Regions from separate parts of the Ovis aries genome. Here region 1 is linked to region 2. The links are chromatin contacts, called in public Hi-C maps. All regions are on one chromosome and are shown on one strand. Each heading gives the region's core, a stretch centred on a gene start, on an enhancer-like site or on the middle of the called end of the contact. The rest is flanking DNA. Distances are from core to core; before and after follow the strand shown. Region 1 has its middle 190 kb from the start of CLVS1. Region 2 overlaps LOC114116365 (a long non-coding RNA gene).

The links. A called contact is a pair of places that touch in the nucleus more often than the background predicts.
Region 1: a Hi-C map of hypothalamus shows a contact between it and region 2, with 2.4 times the contacts expected there. The contact joins two enhancer-like sites. A contact is called at or near these places in 3 of 16 Hi-C or Micro-C datasets (blood and hypothalamus).

Annotation. Positions count from the first base shown.
Region 1 is chr9:39,603,004-39,607,988 of ARS-UI_Ramb_v3.0, reverse strand. No RefSeq gene overlaps it. Among named protein-coding and RNA genes, the nearest start is that of CLVS1, 190 kb to the left of the region's middle. Within about 2 kb of position 3,523, at least 12 of the 54 cell types and tissues checked have an H3K27ac peak or open chromatin away from gene starts, as enhancers often do. A contact at or near this core is called in hypothalamus, where this site is marked.
Region 2 is chr9:39,507,206-39,512,536 of ARS-UI_Ramb_v3.0, reverse strand. It overlaps LOC114116365 (a long non-coding RNA gene), which reads right to left. Exons shown (of 2, transcript XR_003590302.3): 2 at 1,534-1,971. Among named protein-coding and RNA genes, the nearest start is that of CHD7, 240 kb to the right of the region's middle. Within about 2 kb of position 3,351, at least 2 of the 54 cell types and tissues checked have an H3K27ac peak or open chromatin away from gene starts, as enhancers often do. A contact at or near this core is called in hypothalamus, where this site is marked.

The DNA of each region.
Region 1 (4,985 bases), core at 2,274-4,773, 95 kb before region 2:
ACTCAGTCATGTCCGACTCCTTTACAACCTCATGGACTGTAGCCCACAAGGTTCCTTCTGTCCGTATGCGTAGGTTATATTTGAATACCATGTTATTTTATAATAAGGGGGCTTGAGCATCCTCGGATTCTGGCATCCATGAGGGGTCCTGGAATCAATCCCCCTCAGACACTGAGGGACCGCAGTACCTAAGGACGCAGTTCGCAGGTCCACAGAGCTTATGTGTGCACGCTGAGTCTCTTCAGTCATGTTCAGCTCTTTTTGATCTTCTGGACTGCAGCACACCAGGCTCCTCTGTCCATGAGATTCTCCAGGAAAGAATACTGGAGTGGGCTGCCATGCCCTTCTCCAGGGACTCTTCCTGACCCAGGGATTGAACCACGTCTCTTATGTCTCCTGTATTGGCAGGCGGGTTCTTTACCACTAGCACCACCTGGAAAGCCCCAGTAGAGCTTAACTCTGTTCAAAATTATTTTAAGAGTCTGCAGAAAAGATGCATAAAGCACTGTGTTTTGAAGTGTTTGATTTGTCAGCATGAAAGTTTTTTTGGTGTCTAGATATGTGAAGTGGAAATAGAAGAGAGTTTGCTAGGTGACTCACTGGGTAAAGAATCCACCTGCAAGGCAGGAGACCTGGGTTTGATCCCTGGGTCTGATCCCTGGGTCAGGAAGATCCCCTGGAGAAGGAAATGGCAACCACTCCAGTATTCTTGCCTGGAGAATTCCACAGACAGAGGAGCCTGGTGGGCTACAGTCCATGGGGTCACAAAGAGTTGGACATGACTGAAGCAACTTAGCACACGTGCATGCAGTACAACCTTTAGACACTTTGCTTCTGGTTTTCTCCAGAAAAGAATAAGCCAGACAGATGAAAGACTGAGTTTGAAGGAGCTAGTTCACTCCGGTGTTTCTTTGACACCTCCTTTAAATTCAGTAGAGGAAAAAACCCAGGAAACAAATGATTGTATTAGATAGGAACCAGAAAGCCACGGGCTTCCCCGGTGGCTCAGTGGTAGAGAAACCGCCTGCCAATGCAGAAGATGCGAGTTCAGTCTCTGGTCGGGAAGATGCCTTAGAGGAGGGCATAGCAACCCACTCCAGTCTTCTTGCCTGGCAAATTCCATGGGCAGAGGAGTCTGGTGTGCTGCAGCCCACGGGGTTGCAGAGTCGGCATGACTTAGAAACCAACCAACAGCAACAAAGACAGCCATAGTGCTAAGGGGGAGAGACCAACCTACAAAAAGGTGACTCCAGGCCACAGCGCCCAGACAGTGTGCTGGTTGGTTGGTAAAGCCCTGGGGAACTCGCCCGAAAACAGGACCGTTGCCACAGTGATATAACTTCGACAAAATCAATCCTAATGGCAAGATTATCAACACCACATGAAATGCACGGTCAGGATATTTATTGATAGAAGAGTTTTCCTTCAGTCACCAGATGAAGCAAAGATGATTCCACCCTGAAGGTTAATGACCTGACCAAAGAGTCTGAGTTTTTCCTCTGAGTAGCAAGAAGGAAGGCTCTCTGGCCCTGGGTTCTTTAAAACTGAGATTTTCTGCACTAAACACAAGCTCAATAACAAACCCTTGTAGCACCATTCTGTCTGCCTTTCTTGAACCAAATGAAAGCTGTCATTTAGTTTTGACTCTTGCTTGCAAGATGAAGTGGTCTCACGGTCTCCAGAGATTTGTAACCTCACACGTGCAGAAGGACTATAAATTATGTGCTTTTGTTCCCAACCTGGCAACTTCTTCCTTACACTTTTTTCCTGTACAAACATCTGAAGAAAGTACTCAGAAACTGGGGGTAACAGTGCTGTAGGGAGAGAGGCTTCCTTTTAAGGAGAGGGAGGAAGAAACACTTTAGAGGATGAGAAAAAAAACACTCTGAACCATGGGGCTTGGTGAAGTGAGCTTAACTTTTAAGAGGTGGTTCTGGGGTCTCATTTGAATTTACTGTTGTTGCTGTTTAGTCGCTAAGTTGTATCCGAACCTTTGCGACCCCATGCTCTTCTGTCCATGGACACTCCAGGCAGAAATGCTGGAGTGGGTTGCCATTTCCTTCTCTAGGGGATCTTCCTGACTCGGGGATCAAACCCTTGTCTCCTGCATTGGCAGGCAGATTCTTTGCCAATGAGCCACCATTTGAATTTATTAATAATAGTGAAAATCTTCCCAAGAAAACACAAAAATAGACCATCTCAAACTCAGCAAAAAACCCCAAACACCATCTGTTGCTGCAATGAACCATTTGACTGGGAGAGGAGCTGGCTGACAAATAGAAGTTCGCACATAAATATCCACTCTGTGTCCTCTGCCTGGGACCCTTGCTGGGATGCTCAGATTACTATGTTCTTTAAGAAAAAGTGTGAAAGCATGTACGTGACACATTTATGTAGCTTTGGAGAAGCAGCTTAGATTAAGAAAAGGTGTCAAAGAAGTTTGAAGTAAGGAATTTTTTTTCTTTTCATTTTTTAATTTTATATTGGAGTATAGCACATTAACAATGTTGTGATGGTTTCAGGTGAACAGGGAAGGGACTCAGCCATACGTATACATGTATCCATTCTCCCCCAAACTCCCCTCCCATCCAGGCTGCCACAAAACCCTGAGCAGAGTTCCTTGTGCTCTACAGTAAGGTCTTTGTCGGTTATTCATTTTAAATATAGCAGTGTGTCCATGACCATCTCAAACTGCCTAACTATCCCTTCCTCCCATATTCCCCCACCCTCCCAGCCCTGGCAACCATTAGTTCATTTTCTAAGTCTGTGAGTCTCTTTCTCTCGCGTAAGTTCAAATGTAACATTTTTTAGATTCCATATATATACATATATATATAAGGAGTGTCACATGGTATTTCTCCTTCTCTGTCTGACTTATGAAGTGAGGAATATTTTGATGCTGCTTTGAAGGGATTTCCCTTCTAAAACACACAATCGTCCCTTGATGGTTTTTAACTTGCTAAACAAGATCACTGCATTGAACGTAGTTTAAACCTGTCTCTAAACCAAGGGCTGGTTTGCAGTTGCCCTGACCATGCCAGAATTCAACTCTGTTTCAGAGATGTTAAAAGGGAAAAAAAAATTATCTCGAAATAAAATACTTTTTAAAAACTTAACCCATGGCATGATTGGGCATTGTCTTTATCTGGGAAGTCATGTTCATGACATCAGCAGAGCGTTTGTGCTTCAGTACCCTCTCAAAGCAGTACTAGGCAAGGGCAGAGACTGGTGTTTGGTAATGAAGGAATGGCTTTCCAGATCTGCCTGGTAAACAGCAGTTTGATTAGATCATCTGGCCTTTAATAAAGAAGAATGGGAGCAGCGAAACAGGGACCAGACCAAAACAGAAAACCCTCCTCCAACCTCCACAGCAAATCTCCCTGGGTTGTCCCCGCGACTTCAAGTTGACCCACATCGGCAAAACCCCAGGGAGCAGTTAGCACAGGAGCTGAGAGCTCAGTCCTGCCTGCGATGTTTACAGTGACAAGCGCGATGCGGCCACGCGGCTTTCAGCGCCGGAACCCGCGGCTGTGCCCGAATCGGCCGGTAGATGGCGCACCAGGCCTCCACCTCAGCCGGCCGAGCCGCTTGGGCTGGTGAGGCAAGCAAGGATTTTGATTCCTCAAAAACATAAATTCTACTTGATGAACAATAATAATAAAGGAAATTGACTACTGGGCACCATGGAGATGAATTTTTAAAGCGCCGAACTCCAGTTATTTGAGATTATTTAATTTAATTTACTAAATTTGAATAACTGTGGTGTAATGACGCATGGCAGGGCATTTAGGCTTTATGGCGTCTAAATGCTCCTCTTTAGGGCGATTGCCCGCTTGCTTGATCGCCAGAGAACTCTGTCCCTATCTCCAAACCCTGTAAACAAATTGAGGGAATAATTGCACATTGGGTGAAAGGCAGACGGGTGTGCGAGGCGGGGGAGAGGGAGCCCGGTTACAAAATTTCCCATTTAGGGGCAATGCACCACCTCAAAAGTACTGGAAGTTCAGTGCTAAGGACTTAATCTATGCACAGTAGCGGAGCCTAAGCTAAGTGTTTTCCAGCTGCTTCTTGAAGTAGAATCCTTATCTCTTAAAAAAACAAATAAGATCTCTAAAAATCTTGAATAATCTCTAATCATCTTTATTAAAGATCTTATTTGTTTTATTAAGAGATAAGGATTTTACTTCAATAAGTACCTGGAAAGCACTTAGCTTAGCCTCTGCTGCTTTCACATCTAAATTTTTTAAGTTGGTGGATGTGTGTGTGCTAAGTCATGTCTAACTCTGCGACCCTATGAACTGTAGCCCACCAGGCTCCTCTATCCATAGATATCCAGGCAAGAATATTGGAATGGGTTGCCATGCCCTCCTCTAGGAGGATCTTCCTGACGAACGGATTGAACCCAAGTCCCTTATGTCTCCTGCATTAGCAGGCGGGTTCTTTACCACTAGCGCCACCAGGGAAGCCCAAGGAGGTGAACATACGTCTCTAATACAAATGAGGACTTTGCAAAACTTAGAAATTCTGTTCATCTTCTGATCCACAAAAATTGTCTACAAGCAGATGCAAAAAGTCCTTTTATAAAAACGCAGCCCCCACCTTCCCCTCCGTGTAGCTCCAGCGCACACGTTCTGTGTTTGCACAGATGTGAGCGTGTGTCTGCGTGCACAGGCACAAGTATTGGTTCAGAGCTCTTCGGGTGTGTACACGTCTGTGCAGGGATGCACACGCTGTCTGTGTACCCCTCTCCTCTATTGTTTTCAGCATAACTGATTTTGGCACCAGCTCTTTAGCACTGTGGAAGGGCCTTCATTAGCACTGGGACAGTGTCCAAGAAGAATCCAGAAAAATCAACACATGGCTGCTCTTGTTCTCACGATAAATGACAGCTTTGGTGGAAAACAACAACAGTCAAGAAGCAAAACAAAAACCAAAAAGCAACAAGAGCGGCGATAACATGAATATAAGTCAGACATCATGAACTC
Region 2 (5,331 bases), core at 2,102-4,601:
AAGCTACAAAAAGCAGCCCAAGAGCTTTGGTGGTTGAAATGTTCCCTTTTCATGCGAGACTAAACCCATGTGACAGACGTGCAACTGTTGATGAACAGCCATCACACAGGAGAGCTAGGATCCCTGCCCGCTTCAGACTTCACAATTAAAACAATGCGGCACAAACCCCTGTTGCCAGGGTGGAAGAGGTCACCAGGGCCCACACGTGAGTGTCTCGACAGCCTGCATCTTCTCTATGGAGTTGCAAGCAGTGAGGGTGTGTGTGCAAGTCATTCTGAAAAGAAAGCACACAAGTGCACAGAAAGTGCATCACTGCAGAGGTAAGACTCGTAAAACTCCATGCAGATGTCCAGAGACATACATTTCGCATCACTGTGAAAAAGTCCCCAATCACATTGATGCAGCTTTCTCAAATGGAATTTTTGAAATTCTGTGTCTGCTCTAAGATAACCTCAAGTAACACAAGTGAATGGGCATTTTTTCAGATCTTTCCAACCAGTAACTAGATTTCTCTCAGAATTACTAACTCCAACTAAATTAAAGAAAGAGAACATGCTACAAGAATTTTCTGGTTTCCATCACTGTTTGAAGCGGCCAACCCCTATTTCTGTGAGGCTAGAGAGATTTTTTCAGGTACCATCCTTGAAAAGAGATGGGTCTGGACTGGTTTTGTTCTAGCAGGATCTGTGATTTTCATACTAGAATCCAACAACTGTCCAACATGAAATATTCTAATTGTACCTACTCGGCATTCTTCTGCCCAAGTTCACCTGCATGCAGGCAGGCTAACTCCTTGTGTCCGACTCCTTGTGACCCCATGGACTGTAGCTTGCCAGGATCCTCTGTCCATGGGATTCTCCAGGCAACAATACTGGAGTGCTTTGCAGTGCTCTCCTCCAGGGGATCTTCCCAGCCCAGGGATCAAACCCGCATCTCCTGCATTGGCAGGCAGGTTCTTTACCATTAGCACCACCTGGGAAGCCCCCAAGTTCACCTAATGGTTGAAAAAAGAAGTCTTTAGGTTGGCTGCCTAGTAATGATAATAGATTTGCATTGAACATTCTGCGTTCTCTCAGTCTCCCTGGTGATTCCTGCCATTCATTTGTAAGGTAGGAAACCAAGATTGGGGTGAAACTTGTGGCCACAGTAGTGCGTAAGGCTAATTGACTCCTGTGAGCATGAAACCTCTGGCTTGGCCTCATTCGCCCTGCATTAAATCTAACATCTCCAAGTACAGTTGAAGGGACATAGCTCTTGCTTAGAATATATTTGTAATTTGGTAGAAATAAATACAGTTCTAACTCAACAATGTCCCATGTGCGAGATGTTCTGGACCAAACAGAGGAAATTAGAGTGAGATGCCAATATGGATTCTAGATTTACGAAAATTAAACAGTTTTAAAGTATATGTCTTTCATTATGCAAATAATTCATGTTTAAACATCATAAAACACTAGTGTATGTAAATTACGATTCCGTGTATGTAACAACAACAAAAAAAGATGCCTAGAAGAAAAGCTGAAAAGAAATAAATCAAGTGGTTTATGTGTTTTTATTTAGATTGTGGGTGAATGATTTTTTTCTGGTTCTGTTTTCCAAAATGTTATGGAATAGTTACAACTACTTTTTTAGTGGTGTAAAATATATGATCATTCTATAAACATTTGTTCATACTTACACAGAGGAATTACTACAAAAATGTAATGGAAGTACTTTTCCTGTTTTCTGGGAAAAGGGTGATTTGAACAAGCATAGAGGAAGGGAGGACAGCCACCGGGTGTCTCCCCCCACTGCCAGCCATCCACAGTGTCACTTCATTCCGTCCCCTCTCCTGCAGGGCAGGCAGGATCACTGAATTTACAGAGCAGGAACTGGGGCTCTCTCAGAGGCTCCACACCACCCAAGGCCTCATGGGAGAGGAAACGTGCAGTCCTAGTCTGGCTGCGCAGGCTCTGTCTTCCTGCTTGCTGCCTGGGACACAGAAGAGCAGCAGAATCAACATTCGACAGCTGAGACAAGTAAACAGTGTACCCACATCTGTCCAGCCTGTCTTCCACTTGACAGGGCAACTGGTCTGACCACTCCTCTCACACGGAATCACCCCCTCAGCAGATACACATATGCACACATGTATATACACACATACACACAGACATGCATGTACGTATACATACGTTACACACATACAGATATATGTACACAGGTGCACACGTATACACGTGCATGCACGCATATATACAGAGAGACATGTAAGAACATATACACGCACATCACATATACACATATACATGCGCATATAGATACATATACACACAGACACAGACATACATATGTGCACATACACACATTGCTGTCACTGCTTGGACCAAGGATGGTCACCTGACCCAAAGCCACCATGCTCTTAACTTCTAAATGCCAATCAGATCCTCTCTTCTCAAGAATCTGAATACAGAGGTGTATAAATTATGGTGACATATAATGATCATAAGCTTTTCAGCTCAGATGCTGGTCTGCTGGGAGCAAGAGCAGAAGCCAGCTCTATCGAGAGCAAGGACTTGGCGGACGGAGGCCTCTCCATGAGCAGAGAAGGCTGGTCCACAGGGGAAGCAAGGAAGAAATGAAGGCAACAGTGGCCGCATCACCCCCTGCCGTCTGGCAGAGCTGTGCCCATCCCCACAGCTGTCCCATGAGCAACACACCCCAGGAAGCCCTCTGTGTGCCAAGAGTTCCACATTCTATTTGAGCAAGCTTAACTGAGTCCCTTTCCTTATGACCGAAAGGTCTCGGACCACGACAGATTATAAACACACAAATTATCAGAGTGATTGTCTCAATTCACCAGTGGTGACCAGTGTCCCCAAGCTCAGGTCCTTGTGGATATCTCTCAGGATTCTCAAACCCGGCGTGCATACAGGCAGACCTGTCCACTCCTCATCTGCATTTCCCCAGGTGTTCCCAGACTCAACAAGTTAACACCCTCCCAGGTATTCAAGTCAGAAGCTGAGGAGTTCGACCTTTCCCTCTCCTTTGTCTCCTGCATTCAACCTATTACAAGTCCTCTCACGATATATGGGTCAGATCCACGTGTTTCTCTGCCCCTCCGCTACTCTGCCCTGGTCCAGGCTGCATCTCCTGGAATCTGATAGCTGCAGCAACCTCCTATAGCCATTCCCTTCTAATGCTCAAGTCCCAGTCGTTGCGGGTACAACACACACACACACACACAGGCATGTAAAACCCTCTAGTGGCATTCCTTTGCCTTTTAGGGTAAAATCAAAACTCTGGAGCACAGCCTGCGATGGCCTGGCCATGCATCCTCTCCTGTCCTGCCTTTCAGCATCCCACGCACACTCTGCCCAGGCTGAACCTCTTTCGCTTCCTCAAAAATATCATGCTTCTCGGCCTGAGGGACTTCTGTGAATTCTGTTTCCTTCTGCATGGAACTCTTCCTCTACTTGCTGGCTCCTACTCTCAAGATACAAGACTAAGGAACCCCAGTGCGTGGTCCTGTGACCTTCTGACCACCCAGGGCACCTACCAACCTTCTTGGTCATTCTGTTTGTATGATCTGTCTTCCCTGCTTGACTGTAAGCTCCGTGTAGGCACATCCCCAACGCTGACCCCACTGCACATGCTTAGGAAGGACTGGAGGAATGAATGGACTAGGTTCTTAACAACTTATTGTAAAGACAGTTTAGTGAACCAGCTCTTCTACTCGTTGTTAAAACTTTTAAGGATCTGATACAAATCCTGAAGGTGGGAGATGAGGCCTGAGAACAAAATTAATAATATATTTAGTGTTACTAGTTTTAGCATACCTGAAATTTCTCCTCCCTCTTTGCACCACTGCGTGTTTGTATGTTAGTTGCTCAGTTGTGTCCGACTCTTTGTGACCCCATGGACCCATCAGCCTCCTTTGTCCATGGAATTCTCCAGGCAAGAATACTAGAGTGCATAGCCATTCCCTTCTCCTGGGGATCTTCCCAACCCAGGGATCAAACCCACGTCTCATGCGTTGCCTGGTCTTGATCTCTGCTCAAATATATCAGCAACACAGAGAGGTCTTTCCCTCTGTCTGACGTTACTATTTTCAAAGATCTCATCCCTATCCAGAAGTCATTTAAAAGTGTACCTTTTAGCTGTCTCCCCCACAGAATGTAAGCTCGGTGAGAGTGCTGTCTTGGTGTACCTTGCCTCTCTGTATCCTTGGGCACCAAGGAAAGCACCCAGTTGGGGTCAGGGCTGCTCAATCAAAGGATATCAAGCTGAATTTATTTGCATTGAAGCTTTGACCCACAACTAGTGGTCAAATGCAACCAATGATTTGTTTCTAAGCAGTTGTAATTCAGCTACAGTAATTATTTCTGCCGATCTCTCAAAATGACTGTCCGTCTTCTCCCTCATCGTCTGCCTCTTTCATCTCACCAGATACTACATTAGTGATGTCAGGGACATCTGTAAACTTCCCTTAGTTAAAGGGAACCTATGACTTTAAAAAGATGGTTCTCACTGAAGACAGTATAAAACAAGCAGTAAAAGGAAGAAAGGAAGAGCTCTGGAGGAGATAAAGGGCCTCAGTCAGGAGCAGGGCGGCTCCTTTTCATGAAGAGTTCCTAGGTGATGCCTGGCCAGCAGCTCCACCCCAGGAAAATAGGCCAGCAGGGAAACCTGCCCGCAGCCTGGCTTAACCCTTCCGTGGCCCTCAGTTCACTAAGATGCTGGGAAAGATCAGAAGAATTCCAGCACTCCTCACTGACTGGAAGAAAACAGCAAACGGGAAAAAAAAAAAGAAAAGACTGATTGCGATGTGGCTCCCCCACCCCCAAGCTTTCTTCTCCCAAAGAGCCTTCTGTTCAGAGAAATTAAAGGACTCTGATAGCAGATCACAAATTCAGGACAGAAAAGCTCCACTATGTAGCCAGAGACTGTATTGTGGGTAACCAGACATCGGACACTTTTTTTTTTGCTTATGAACTTTTGGAGACCATTCGAATAAAAGACTGCTTGTTCCTGGACAAACACTCACCAGCAAAGAAGCCTTTAAGAGGATGGGGGATTTTCATTTTGCATTTTCCCTTTGTAAAAAGAGAAGAGAGAGAGACCAGAGAGACACTTGCTCTACTTACTTTTCAGATGAAAGAACCTAGAATTTGTTTACTATTGTTGGGGATTCATGTTTACAAGTTCCTACGCCTCTGCGGTTAAAAAGAAATGCTATTTTTAAAAGCAAAAACCCACACAAGCCTCCATATGTAGGGCTTTTCTTCCTCTTCCTGTCTCCCCACCTTCATGTGACAGATGATCCTGAATCTATAGGCCAAGTCAATGCTC